Regions from separate parts of the Sus scrofa genome. Here region 2 is linked to region 1. Evidence: chromatin contacts called from public promoter capture Hi-C data. All regions are on one chromosome and are shown on one strand. The core of a region is the stretch at or near the end of the contact, and the rest is flanking DNA. Distances in the headings are between cores, read along the strand shown. Region 1 has its middle 58 kb from the start of PRDX6. Region 2 holds the start of DARS2 (aspartate--tRNA ligase, mitochondrial).

Region 1 (5,587 bases), core at 2,689-5,188:
TTCACTGGGAAACAACCCCTATCACCTCTAAAAATGTGTTTTGTTTTACATTGATTATACAGCAAGTGTATCATTGTGCAGGCCTTGTCTTCCTTTACCTTGTTAGGTGTTAGCTATCAATCCGCATGGCTTCCTTTCACCCACTTCCTGCAGGCCCTATTAAGGCATTGCCACCTTCCTCTTGTTTCTCTCTGCGGCTCTTGTCACATACATTATCTGACCCCAGAGCTCCATACTGAGCTCAATGCCAACCCTATGTTCATGAGACATCTTTGGTCACAAGTGAAGCTTGAGGAGAACAAGTCGGCCAGGGAAATGAGCACAAAATGATGGCACCTTGATATTCTTCTTCGTCCAGGAAGGCCTCTCCATGGCCAGCACAGAGCAAGGGCCAGGCTCTTTTCCAGTTCCCTCTTATGTGTCTCCATGACCTTGATCACAGGTTGTAGGAAGCTGGAGAGAGATTCCTTTATCAGGCTTCCCTTTTCTTTTTTTTTAATTTTTATTTTTTCCATTATAAGTGGTTTACAGTGTTCTGTCAGTTTTCACTGTACAGCATAGTGACCCAGTCACATGCATATATATACACATTCTTCTTTACATTATCCTCCATCACATTCCATCATAAGTGACTAGATATAGGTTCCTGTGCTATACAGCAGGACCTCACTGCTTATACACTCCGAATGCAATAGTTTGTATCTGTTAACCCCAGTCTCCCTGTCTATCCCATTCCTTCTTGGCAACCACAAGTCTGTTCTCCAAGTCCATGAGTTTCTTTTCTGTGGAAAAGTTCATTTGTATCGTATATTAGATTCCAGATATATGATGTCATGTGGGCATTTTTTTTTTCTTTTTGACTTACATCACTTAGTATGAGAGTCTCTAGTTCCATCCGTGTTGCTGCCAATGGCAATATTTTGTTCTTTTTTATGACTGAGTAGTATTCCATTGTATATATGTACCATATCCTCTTGATCCATTCATCTGTTGATGGACATTTAGGTTGTTTCCATGTCTTGGCTATTGTGAATAGTGCTGCAATGAACTTAAAGGTGCATGTATCTTTTTCCAAGGAAAGTGCTCAAGAGTGGGATTGCTGGGTCATATGGTAGTTCTATGTTTAGTTTTCTGAGGTACCTTCATACTGTTTTCCATAGTGGTTGTACCAATTTACATTCCCACCAACAGTGTAGGAGGGTGCTCTTTTCTCCTTACCCTCTCCAGCATTTGTTTTTTGTTGAGAAGTCTTCCTTTTCAAATTTGCCTCCCATGGAAAGATTCCCAGCTTTTCTAGCTCTTGTATGTCCTCACCTGGAGGCCCTTGTATACAAGGAAGCTAACATTTTTCTGAGCAACCACCCTTGAGTGTATGTTTTTATACATTACCTTACCTTATATTTCTCATATAGCCTTTTCTACTGTGAGGGTTAGAGGTGCTCAAAGGTTAGGTTATGTCCCCAGGTCACCTGCAAGTAAGCATTTGGCCAGGATCTAAACTCAACTCCAAACTTCACCAAATGTCAAAATCTGGATATGGTCCCGAATGCTCTTTGTATGCCAGGCATCCTGAGGCCATGGCATACTCTCAGTGGAGGACAGCAAACAAGGTAATGCATGTGAAAGCAATCTGTCAACTGTGAGTACTTTATTCAGAAAGCGAGCATTGGCAAAAAGAATTTTTTAGCAGCCAATTTTCCCCCTGGGGAGAAAGCTCAGCTGAAGTTGGTTCACTCAAGATAGATGAATTGGCCCTTTGTAGCTAAGGGCCGATAATGTCACAAGAAGACAGTGTTTCTCTTTGCTGGTCAGAGGCCCCAGCAGGGCCCAGAGCAAGGCTTCTCTTCCATTGCATTTGTAACAATCCCTGCCTCAGGATGCTGAAAGCACCCTCCATTACCCAGCATCTTACTCAAGAAGGAAGGTAAAGACCTTTAAGAACCTCAACCTGGAAGGCACCACGGTATTTCTGAATTTCAAACCTAATTTGAAGGTTGCTATTTAAGGAACTCAACATTTTCTTAAAAAAAAAAAAAAAAAAAAAAGACTGAATTGGAAGATATTCAGAATATAATAAAAGTATTCTCTAAAGAAAGTTCAAAACAACTATTTTAATTCATCCACTTTGTCTGTAAATAAGAAATATTCATTTGACTATATATATATGTAAAATATGCTCTTTAGCTCTTAGCTCTTCAAGTGGGGAAAACTTAAAAATAATTACTGGCTAAATAGCATTTTAAGAAATCTTATTAAGATGAATGGCAAGATTTCAAACATCCCTTTAGGGCTGGTATGTGCATTATAAATGGATTCTTCATTTTGCAAAAGATTTCAAAGTAGGTCTAAGCTTGCCTGTCAATTATCCTTACCCCAGCTGAGCTTTGAGAATCTGAGAAGGTAGGACTTTGTGGGCTCTTTGGGCTCTAGGGAAAGAGTTTCTTGTCTGGAGAATTTTTTTTAGGATTAAATACACTGCCTGAGTTACCTCTGACCGAAGTGACAGAATACATAAATGTTGAGATTGCATATGTTGTAAAATTATTCATAGAGTATGATATCGGTTCCTGCTGCGAACACTTCCATCAGCTCTTTATTGTAACTATGGAGTCCTATTTACTCTGCGTCCACTTTTTAAAAGAATCCCTTAGGGAATGTGAGTGCCAGGTTAATTGTTCTCATAACAAGCAACGTAAGGAAGGCAGCGAAACCCCTGTTCTGTCCTCTTCCCCGTGATACTTTCCCCTCTCATTGCGAAGTGTTTTCTTTGGCATTCTCTCTCCTAACTCCTTAGGCCATCACATGTTTGTTTTCACAACTGTGCTCTTTCAAAACATCTGCTCTTGACACAGGCAAAGTGGAAAACTTTTAAAAAGTTATTTACATTAAACATAAAAATGTAAAAAAGATTGGTGACTGGCAGAAGTATGCTAAGAAAGCAGTTGTGAATCCTGCACCCTCAGTAAAAAAGAGATATATTTGTATACAATAGATAGATATCCAGCTGGGTAAATGAAGACCATTCAGATTGGCCGGCTGTCCTTTTTCAATGCTACCTGAGTAGTGAGTTCTCTGGAGACCTTCTGTTTTCTTTGACCCCAGGTTCCTTTGAATAGCAAGCTCAGCAACCCTTCTTTATTGAGGTATGATTGATAGGCAAAAAACTACAGTGATCCTTCAACAACTCAGGGGTTGAGACACTGACCCCCTGGGAAGCTGAAAATCCCAGGGGATAACTTGTAGTTGGCCCTCCGTATCGGTGGTTCTTCTGAATCCTTGGTTTCTTCTTATCTGTAACTCTGTGTTGGTGGATTCACTCAGCCACTGATGGTGTGGTACTGATCATGTGGTACTGTAGTGTATGTTATTGAAAAAAATCTGCATACAAGGGGACCTGGGCAGTTCAAACCTGTGTTCAAGGGTCAAGTGTTTATTTATTTTTTGTTTTTTCTTTTCAGGGCTGCACGCGCAGCATGTGGAAGTTCCAGGCTAGGGCTCGAGCCAGAGCTGCAGATGTCGGCCTATGGCCTATTACCACATCTCACAGCAATGCTGGATCCCCGACTCACTGATGAGGCCAGGGATCACACCTGCATCCTCATGGATACTAGTCAGATTCGTTTCCGCTGCGCCACAACAACAATTCCCAAGGGTCAAGTGTTTTTAATGAACACAACTTAATGAGTTTGGAGGTAACTGTACACCTGTGAAACCATTACCATATGTGCCATAAACATACCCATTGCCTCCCAAAAGTTTCCTCCCACCCTACTTAGTTATGTAATATGTTTGCTTATTTTTGTAATAAGAACACGTGACATCAAATCTACCTTTTTAGCAAGTTTTTAAGTATATCATGCAGTGTTATCACCTCTCTGCTGTGCAGCGGTTGTGCTCTATGGGAGTAGATCCCTAGCCGGAGAGCAGGAGGGGTGGGTGGAGTGAGCTCAGGTGTGACTCAACGGCTGTGGGCAAGGCCCTCCACACCTGTCTTGAGGACTATGATAAAGGTTAAAAATAAAATTGTAGCACTTGAGTGGGCCTGTGTGAGTAGTTATTTTAGGTATAGGATTTATTTGACAAAGCAGCAGCTGACAGCCTCAGCCCAGCACCTCCCTGAAACTTCTTGCTAAGATGGGGAGCCCTGCGTCTGTGCTGGTGAGGTCACTTTGCAGTTGTGGTGATTCTAAAAGGAAACTCTCTGATTAGGACTGAAGGATGTTGCTAACACTCCACAAAACATTTATTTATGCTTGCTTAAAAACAAAGCCTGCTAAATCCTCCTCCTCCCTCCTCAAACATTTGCAGAGTGCCCACCAAGTGCTGCACAGTGCTCGGTGGTGGGGGTTTAAAGGTGGATGAGCCAGGAGGTCTTTTTCCCCACAGGAGGTGGAGGTGGCGGCCCAGCTTGTGCTTAAGCACTGGGTTTCAGCCTTTTGAGTACGGATTCCTCCTTCCAAGAGCCACAGAAAACTAGGGGAATCTAGTAAACAACAGCACCCCTCCCAGCTTCTCTCTCTTTACAAGTGAATGCCGCACATTCTAAACTGGGATATTTTCTGTTCGGCACCTGACAAATGGTGAGTGAACTCTGCATATGTTTTCTTTCTTTCTTTTTTTTTTTTTTTTTGTCTTTTTGCCATTTCTTGGGCCGCTCCCGGGGCATATGGATGTTCCCAGGCTAGGCATCGAATCGGAGCTGTAGCCGCCAGCCTATGCCAGAGCCACAGCAACATGGGGTCCAAGCCGCGTCTGCAACCTACACCACAGCTCAGGGCAACGGTGCATCCTCAACACACTGAGAAAGGGCAGGGATCGAACCCGCCACCTCATGGTTCCTAGTCGGATTCGTTAACCACTGCGGCATGACGGGAACTCCATGTTTTCTTTTTGATTTTGCTTAGGCGCACATTTCTGAGCATGGCAAATGTGACAGATCATTTGGAGAGATGAGGGCGTATAGGAAAGGGAGAGGGACCATTCTCTCTCTGAAAAATAGACATTTTAAAATAGAAACATTTTCGTAATCTTTTTAAACTGTTTTAATATGGAAAATTTTGAGCATATAAATGTAGAAAGAATAGCATCATAAACTCCCATGTGCCCTTCACCAACTTCAACAATGATCAACTCATGGCCTAATCTGGTTTCACACACAGCCCCTCTCCTGTATTATTTTGAAGGAAATTTGATACATTGTTTCATCTGTAAACATTTCAACATGTAGTTCTAATAGATACAGACTCCTTTAAAAAAAAGTTACCTTGACACAAATAATTCACCTGAGTTAGCAATAATTCTTTCATGCCATAATCGTCTAGCTAATATTTAGAGTTGTCTCATAAATGCGTGTGTGCATTTTTTATAATAAATTTGAATTAGGATCCAAATTATGTCTATGTATTCCACTTGGTTATTTTGTCTCTTATCCCGTAGATTCCCCTGTTCCATATCCCTTTGTCTTTTATTACTCTTACAATCTGTTGAAAAACATAACTTTTTCCAATAGATTTCTCTAATTGGATCCATGGGGTGCTATTTAACAGGATCCTGAACCTTCTCTTTCCTGTAAATTAATACATTAATA
Region 2 (5,839 bases), core at 1,570-4,069, 310 kb before region 1:
AGCAAGGCCAGGGATTGAACCCGCAACCTCATGGTTCCTAGTCGTATTTGTTAACCACTGAGCCACGACGGGAACTCCATGTTTTGTTTTTTTTAAAATGAGAGTTGCAATGTTTATTTCACGTTCTCTCTCTTTTTTTTTTTTGCTACACAGGCAGTATGTGGGAATTCCTGGGCCAGGGACTGAACCTACCCTGCAGAGCAGCAACCAGAGCCACAGTAGTAAGAGTGTGGAAGCCTCATCCCACTAGGCCATCAGAGAACTCCCTCAAATATGCTTTGTAATATAGAGATGAACAAATGGGCTCTACCACTGAGGAATCACTCTTCATCTTTTTAGGCTTTTTCTCTACCTAAACATAAACAATGCTTTTTTATGCTACTGATGCTTAACAGCTTACCCAATTATTGGTCCCAGGGTTCAGTAACTTATTTATTTTTTTTTGTCTTTTTTAGGGCTGCTCCCGCTGCATATGGAGGTCCCCAGACTGGAGTCAAATCGGAGCCACTGGCCTACACCACAGCCAGAGCAATGCAGGATCTGACCCCAGTCTGTGACCTACACCACAGCTCAGGGTAACACCAGATCTTTAACCCACTGATGGAGGCCAGGGATGGAACCCGAAACCTCATGGTTCCTAGTCGGATTCATTTCTGCTAAGCCATGACAGGAAACTCCAGTGTTCAGTTACTTTTATCACCATGTATTCTTTTTTTTTTTTTTTTTTGGGTCTTTTTGCCTTTTCTAGGGCTGCTCTCACTGCATATAGAGGTTCCCAGGCTAGGGATCTAATCAGAGCTGTAGCTGCCAGCCTATGCCAGGGCCACAGCAACACGGGATCCCAGTCGCATCTGCAACCTACACCACAGCTCGTGGCAACAATGGATCCTTAACCCACTGAGCAAGGGCAGGGACCGAACCCGCAACCTCATGGTTCTTGTCGGATTCGTTAACCACTTCACCATGACAGAACTCCTATCACCATGTATTCTTAAACTGTTTCTATCTACCTGCGGTACTGAATCCATCCACACAAGGTGACTTCTTGGCCTAAGTGAGACGAACGCAACTCTCCACAAGTGTTGGTTCGGGCAACAAAGCTACTGAGTTCTTAAAAAAAGAAGAGAAAAAAAGGAAGATTAAAAGTACATTATTTGCAAATTGTTTGAGAATATACTTTCAGTTCATATCATTCCTATCTTAATGGATGATATTTACAAAGAATGTAATCAATCACTATGAAATTTACCTATACATGTGTCAAAAGCCAAGTAACTGTCTTAATGTAAATTTTTGCCTTGGCACAACTGTAAATCAACTATATTTTATTTTATTTTATTATTTTTTTTTTTTTTTTGTCTTTTGTCTTTTTGTTGTTGTTGTTGCTATTTCTTGGGCCGCTCCCGCGGCATATGGAGGTTCCCAGGCTAGGGGTTGAATCAGAGCTGTAGCCACCGGCCTACGCCAGAGCCACAGCAACGCGGGATCCGAGCCGCGTCTGCAACCTACACCACAGCTCACGGCAACGCCGGATCGTCACCCACTGAGCAAGGGCAGGGACCGAACCCGCAACCTCATGGTTCCTAGTCGGATTCGTTAACCACTGCGCCACGACGGGAACTCCCTATATTTTAATAATAAAAAAAGGAATCTAAATATTTTTTATCACCCAGCATTTGCACTGACCCAAAATGCACTCTTCATAATAGTGCACATTTCTTCCCCAAACAAAACAGGGTCTTGGGAATTACAGAAGTAGAGTAACTAGCTTTAGTATGAATCTGGAGTGAAAACAGTCACTTGTACACTAGAAAACCATATTTAAAGTATAAAAGAATTTTTTAGGCTTCTTATTCGCAACATAAAAACTAAATGAATAGCTTATATTCATGTGACTACTTTTCTAGTCTTTTTAAAACTGCAGGAGGAAAACTACATCATAAGAAATCAAGAGAGTGAATGATGTGCTTCTGCACATAAAGCTATCCAGTCAAGACTAGGGGATAAATGGAATAAGCACTCTGGCTACAGAGAACAGGAGAAAGTGCTGTTCAGCGGACAAAGCTTTTCTGCATTCACCTGGAATACTCCTCTGTGAAGTCAGTATCAGACTTCGGGAGAGAAAACCCCAGAACGGCTGGGTAGTCTTTCCGGTGGGTCTGGATAAACCCCTGAATAGCCGACTTAGCCAGCAGAACATGTTATAGCCGCAGGATGGCGAAACGCTCACGAATCAAAAGCTGCAGGTGTTGGATGGTGGTCAAAAGTCAGTTTTGGAAATACATACAAAGCCCTTAAAATGCTAGGAGTTCACGCTCTCTTTAATATTTAAGCCCCTGTCTGCTGAACATTCAAGTGCACCTATCTGCAAATTAGATAAATTTGCAAAATCTTTGGGGCCTTTGGGAAAATTGAATACGGGAAAGACCTTTTAAGACTTTCCCCCTCCTCTCAGTGCATCCATTACCACTTCTATTAGCAAAGAAAGCTTCGGCCAGAAGTGACGAGCGAATGATTCCATATAGCAGCATATGGCGAGACCCGGCAGCCACGCACAGGGAGCAGGGGTCAGGCGGGAGGCGGACGCCCTTCCCTTCCTTTCCACGCTTCCCCGAAAGTTCCCCGCAGGCAGAACCTGAAAACAGGCAAGAACCCAGTCTTGCTTTTCAAATCTTTCAAACCTGACGGCCGATCTCGGGTCTTCAGAAAGAGGAAGGCAAGCAAGTCTAACACGTTACTGGAGGTCGAAGAACACACTCCACCGCTGGGAGCCAAGCACCCCTTAACACACCCAGCGAACAGCCAAGATAAATGGAGGGATTCAACCAATCAGAGCAGGGGGATTCCGCCATCTTCACTATGGGCGGAAATTTGAAGGAACGCTTCGTGCCGGTGGTAACGTACGGAGCGCAACACTGCGCAATTAGGAGCGCGAACGCTACCAATGTTTAGTGCGCTCCCGTGCCCTCAGTTAAAATGGGGACCAGAGTTGCTTCGCCGGCTTAGAATAGGCTCCACGGAGACGTCCTGCGTCCGGCCGCAGAGCGAGTCGGGAAACGATTTTAAACAGAGGCGGCGGCTGACGCTAAATTGCCGCTTCTCAGCGGCGGCTTTTCAGAGCTGGCCTTGGCCCCCGAAGGCTCAGGTGGAGAAAGCGAGTTGGCACACACTGTCTCTTGCCCCGCTGCCTCTGCGGGCAGCAGCCGACTCCTCAGGAGCGAGGATCACGGAGCTGGGTGGCCGGGTCAGCGGAAATGTTCTTCCGGCCTGAAGTCTCGGGCTCGGCTGGCGTCTGAGGGAGCCGGAGGTCTTGTTGCTGCTCCCGTCTGTGTCGGTCGTGCACCCACTTGTAGAACTAGAGGGACTTTAGAAAGAGGTTCCTCCAGACTTTATTTTAGCTGTCGTTTTGGCGGCTTTTTTACTTCAGAGGATTTCAGTCTCAACGTAGTTGGATACAGACTTGAAGAATGATTCGTGAAGGGAATGGTTGACAGCGTTATTACGGCATTTTTTGGGTAAGATGCTTTTTTATTGGTCCAGGCTTGGCAGTAAACTTTATATTTTGACGTTTTGTGTGGTCGTTATCTTTAGAGTACTTAGATACTTTGATATCTTGGCATTGGGCTCAGCATTGGCTTGGGTTGATTGGATTTAGGTGTGCAAAAATGATTTGAGTCAGAGTCCCTTCCTTCACGGACGTAACACAAGAAAAACAGCTAAGTTGTGTTCTGAACTGCAAGGGCTGGAGGAATTGGCTGGAGAGCTAACTCCTCTGTGGATACTTGGAAGCTTCTCCTGAAGGGATGAAACCTGCAGCGTGAATTGGATTTAGTCAGTCAGATGAGTCCAGAGAAGAAGGCTTAACTGTCAGTAGGTTGAATAAAAAAGTTAGCAGAAGCAAACTGGACAGGCATGAGGAATAGGGTAATGAGCATTCTGGGGTAGGGGGCACGTGTTTGGGTGTAGGGAGTGGGAGGGAGAGAGAGAATTCCTTTATTTTTTTTATATTTTTGTCTTTTTGCAATTTCTTGGGCTGCTCCCGCAACATATGGAGGTTCCCAGGCTAGGGGTCTAATCGGAGCTGTAGCTGCCAGCCTATGCCAGAGCCACAGCAAGTTGGGATCCGAGCCGCGTCTGCGACCTACACCACAGCTCACAGCAAAGCCAGATCCTTAACCCACTGAGCAAGGCCAGGGATCGAACCTGCAACTTCATGGCTCCTAGTCGGATTCCTTAACCACTGCGCCACGAAGGGAACTCCGAGAATTCCTTTATAGTAGGGAGAGGTATCAGCGAAACTTTGAGCATCCGTTAACTTTTTAATGTTTAGAATTCTGGCTTTATTTCTTTCTATGTAGACCATGGATTCTTATGATGCAGCAGAATCGACTCCTAGACAGAGTGCGTCTTTAAGGCTTAAAGATTACTTTATAGGTGCCACCCCTCTGCAGAAGCGATTAGAATCAGTCAGGAAGCAGACTTCATTTGTCCCAACTCCACCTCGAAGGAAAATCCCCCAGTGTTCACAACAGCAGGTATGCTTTTTGTATTTCTTTGTGTTACCAATAATTGAGAATGTCTGTGAACAAAACTTTTCAATTTTTGTTACTATTTATAGTATTTTTTTGTGTCATCATACTCCTCAAGTAATAAAATAAATGAGAAACAGCTAAAACAAACAATTATTCACACTGTCAGTACCATATGTTTGTTTGCTTTTTTAAGAAATTCTCTTTTTTTTTTTTTTTTTTGTCTTTTTTAGGGCCACACCCGCGGCATATCGAGGTTCCCAGGCTAGGGGTCGAATCAGAGCTGTTGCTGCGGGCCTGCGCCAGAGCCACAGCAACGCCAGATCCCAGCCACATCTGCGACATAACCACAGCTCACAGCAACGACGGAACCTTACCCCACTGAGCGAGGCCAGGGATCGAACCCAAAACCTCATGGTTCCTAGTCAGATTCGTTTCCGCTGCACCAAGACGGTGACTCCACCATAAATCTTTTAACCTTCTTTATTCTGGAATGGTTCCACAACATTTCTTTGTCTTTTATGACATTGACATTTTTGAAGAATGTTTCTCTTGCTTCCCTTTTAAAAAGAGAATATTCTTCATTTGGTATTTGATATTTTCTTTAGATTGAAGTTACGTGTTTGCTGGGTGAAATACTGTATAGGTGCTGTTGTGTTCTTTTGGGGGAATAACATCCAGTAGCACATAGGTGATGTTAATTTTAATCATCCTGTCAAGTTGTTGCTCAATTACTGTTTTATTCCCCGCTGTAACTAACAAGTGGTCTATGGGGAGACACTTTAAGTTAATACAAATATTTAAGATAATACAAATACAAACATCTTGTGTCTCATCAAAGTTTCGTCTTACACTTAACCTCCTTTATCCATTGAATTTTTTTTTTGCCTGGTCCCATCTTTATCATAATGGTTGCAATATAATGATTTTTCCATCTCTATTTGCTCCATAATTATCAGCCAGCCTTTGGCATTCTATTGTAGGCCATTTGCATTTCTAGTCCATTTATTTATCTATTTATCAGTATGGATTCATGAGTTCCTATTTTTCAAATTTTTCTAATTTCTTACAAAATTATTTTGGTGTTTTAATTATCCCAGATTTGTCTGGTGGCAACATGCTTTGTTTTGATCATTCATAAACAACTCTAAACCCTGAATATAACATTAAAAATTTAACTATGGAATTAAGTTCTAGTGAATACAAGTTTGGTATGTAGTTTCGAGTCACTTAGCAAGGAGTCTGGCTAATCAATCACTCACACCTTCTTTGTAACTTTGTTTTCTTGTCTGTGTCATGGGTCTAGTTTC

Evidence for each region. Promoter capture Hi-C pulls out the DNA fragments that hold promoters and counts their contacts.
Region 2: a contact with region 1 is called in a promoter capture Hi-C map of liver, with 4 times the contacts expected there. The contact joins the promoter of DARS2 here to the enhancer-like site in region 1. A contact is called at or near these places in 3 of 5 promoter capture datasets (fetal liver and liver), 10 of 47 Hi-C or Micro-C datasets (alveolar macrophages, brain, embryonic fibroblasts and 6 more) and 2 of 2 datasets of contacts at active chromatin or transcription factors (alveolar macrophages and skeletal muscle).

What each region holds. Positions count from the first base shown.
Region 1 is chr9:115,796,357-115,801,943 of Sscrofa11.1, reverse strand. It overlaps a transcript of TNFSF4 not described here. Among named protein-coding and RNA genes, the nearest start is that of PRDX6, 58 kb to the left of the region's middle. Within about 2 kb of position 3,938, at least 8 of the 83 cell types and tissues checked have an H3K27ac peak or open chromatin away from gene starts, as enhancers often do. A contact at or near this core is called in epiblast stem cells and liver, where this site is marked.
Region 2 is chr9:116,106,950-116,112,788 of Sscrofa11.1, reverse strand. DARS2 (aspartate--tRNA ligase, mitochondrial) reads right to left here and starts at 2,819. Exons shown (of 19, transcript XM_021063655.1): 1 at 2,682-2,819; 2 at 2,080-2,240; 3 at 1,011-1,110. The coding sequence starts at 2,200. It overlaps CENPL (centromere protein L), which reads left to right and starts at 2,967. Exons shown (of 5, transcript XM_003357541.4): 1 at 2,967-3,515; 2 at 4,359-4,535. The coding sequence starts at 4,362.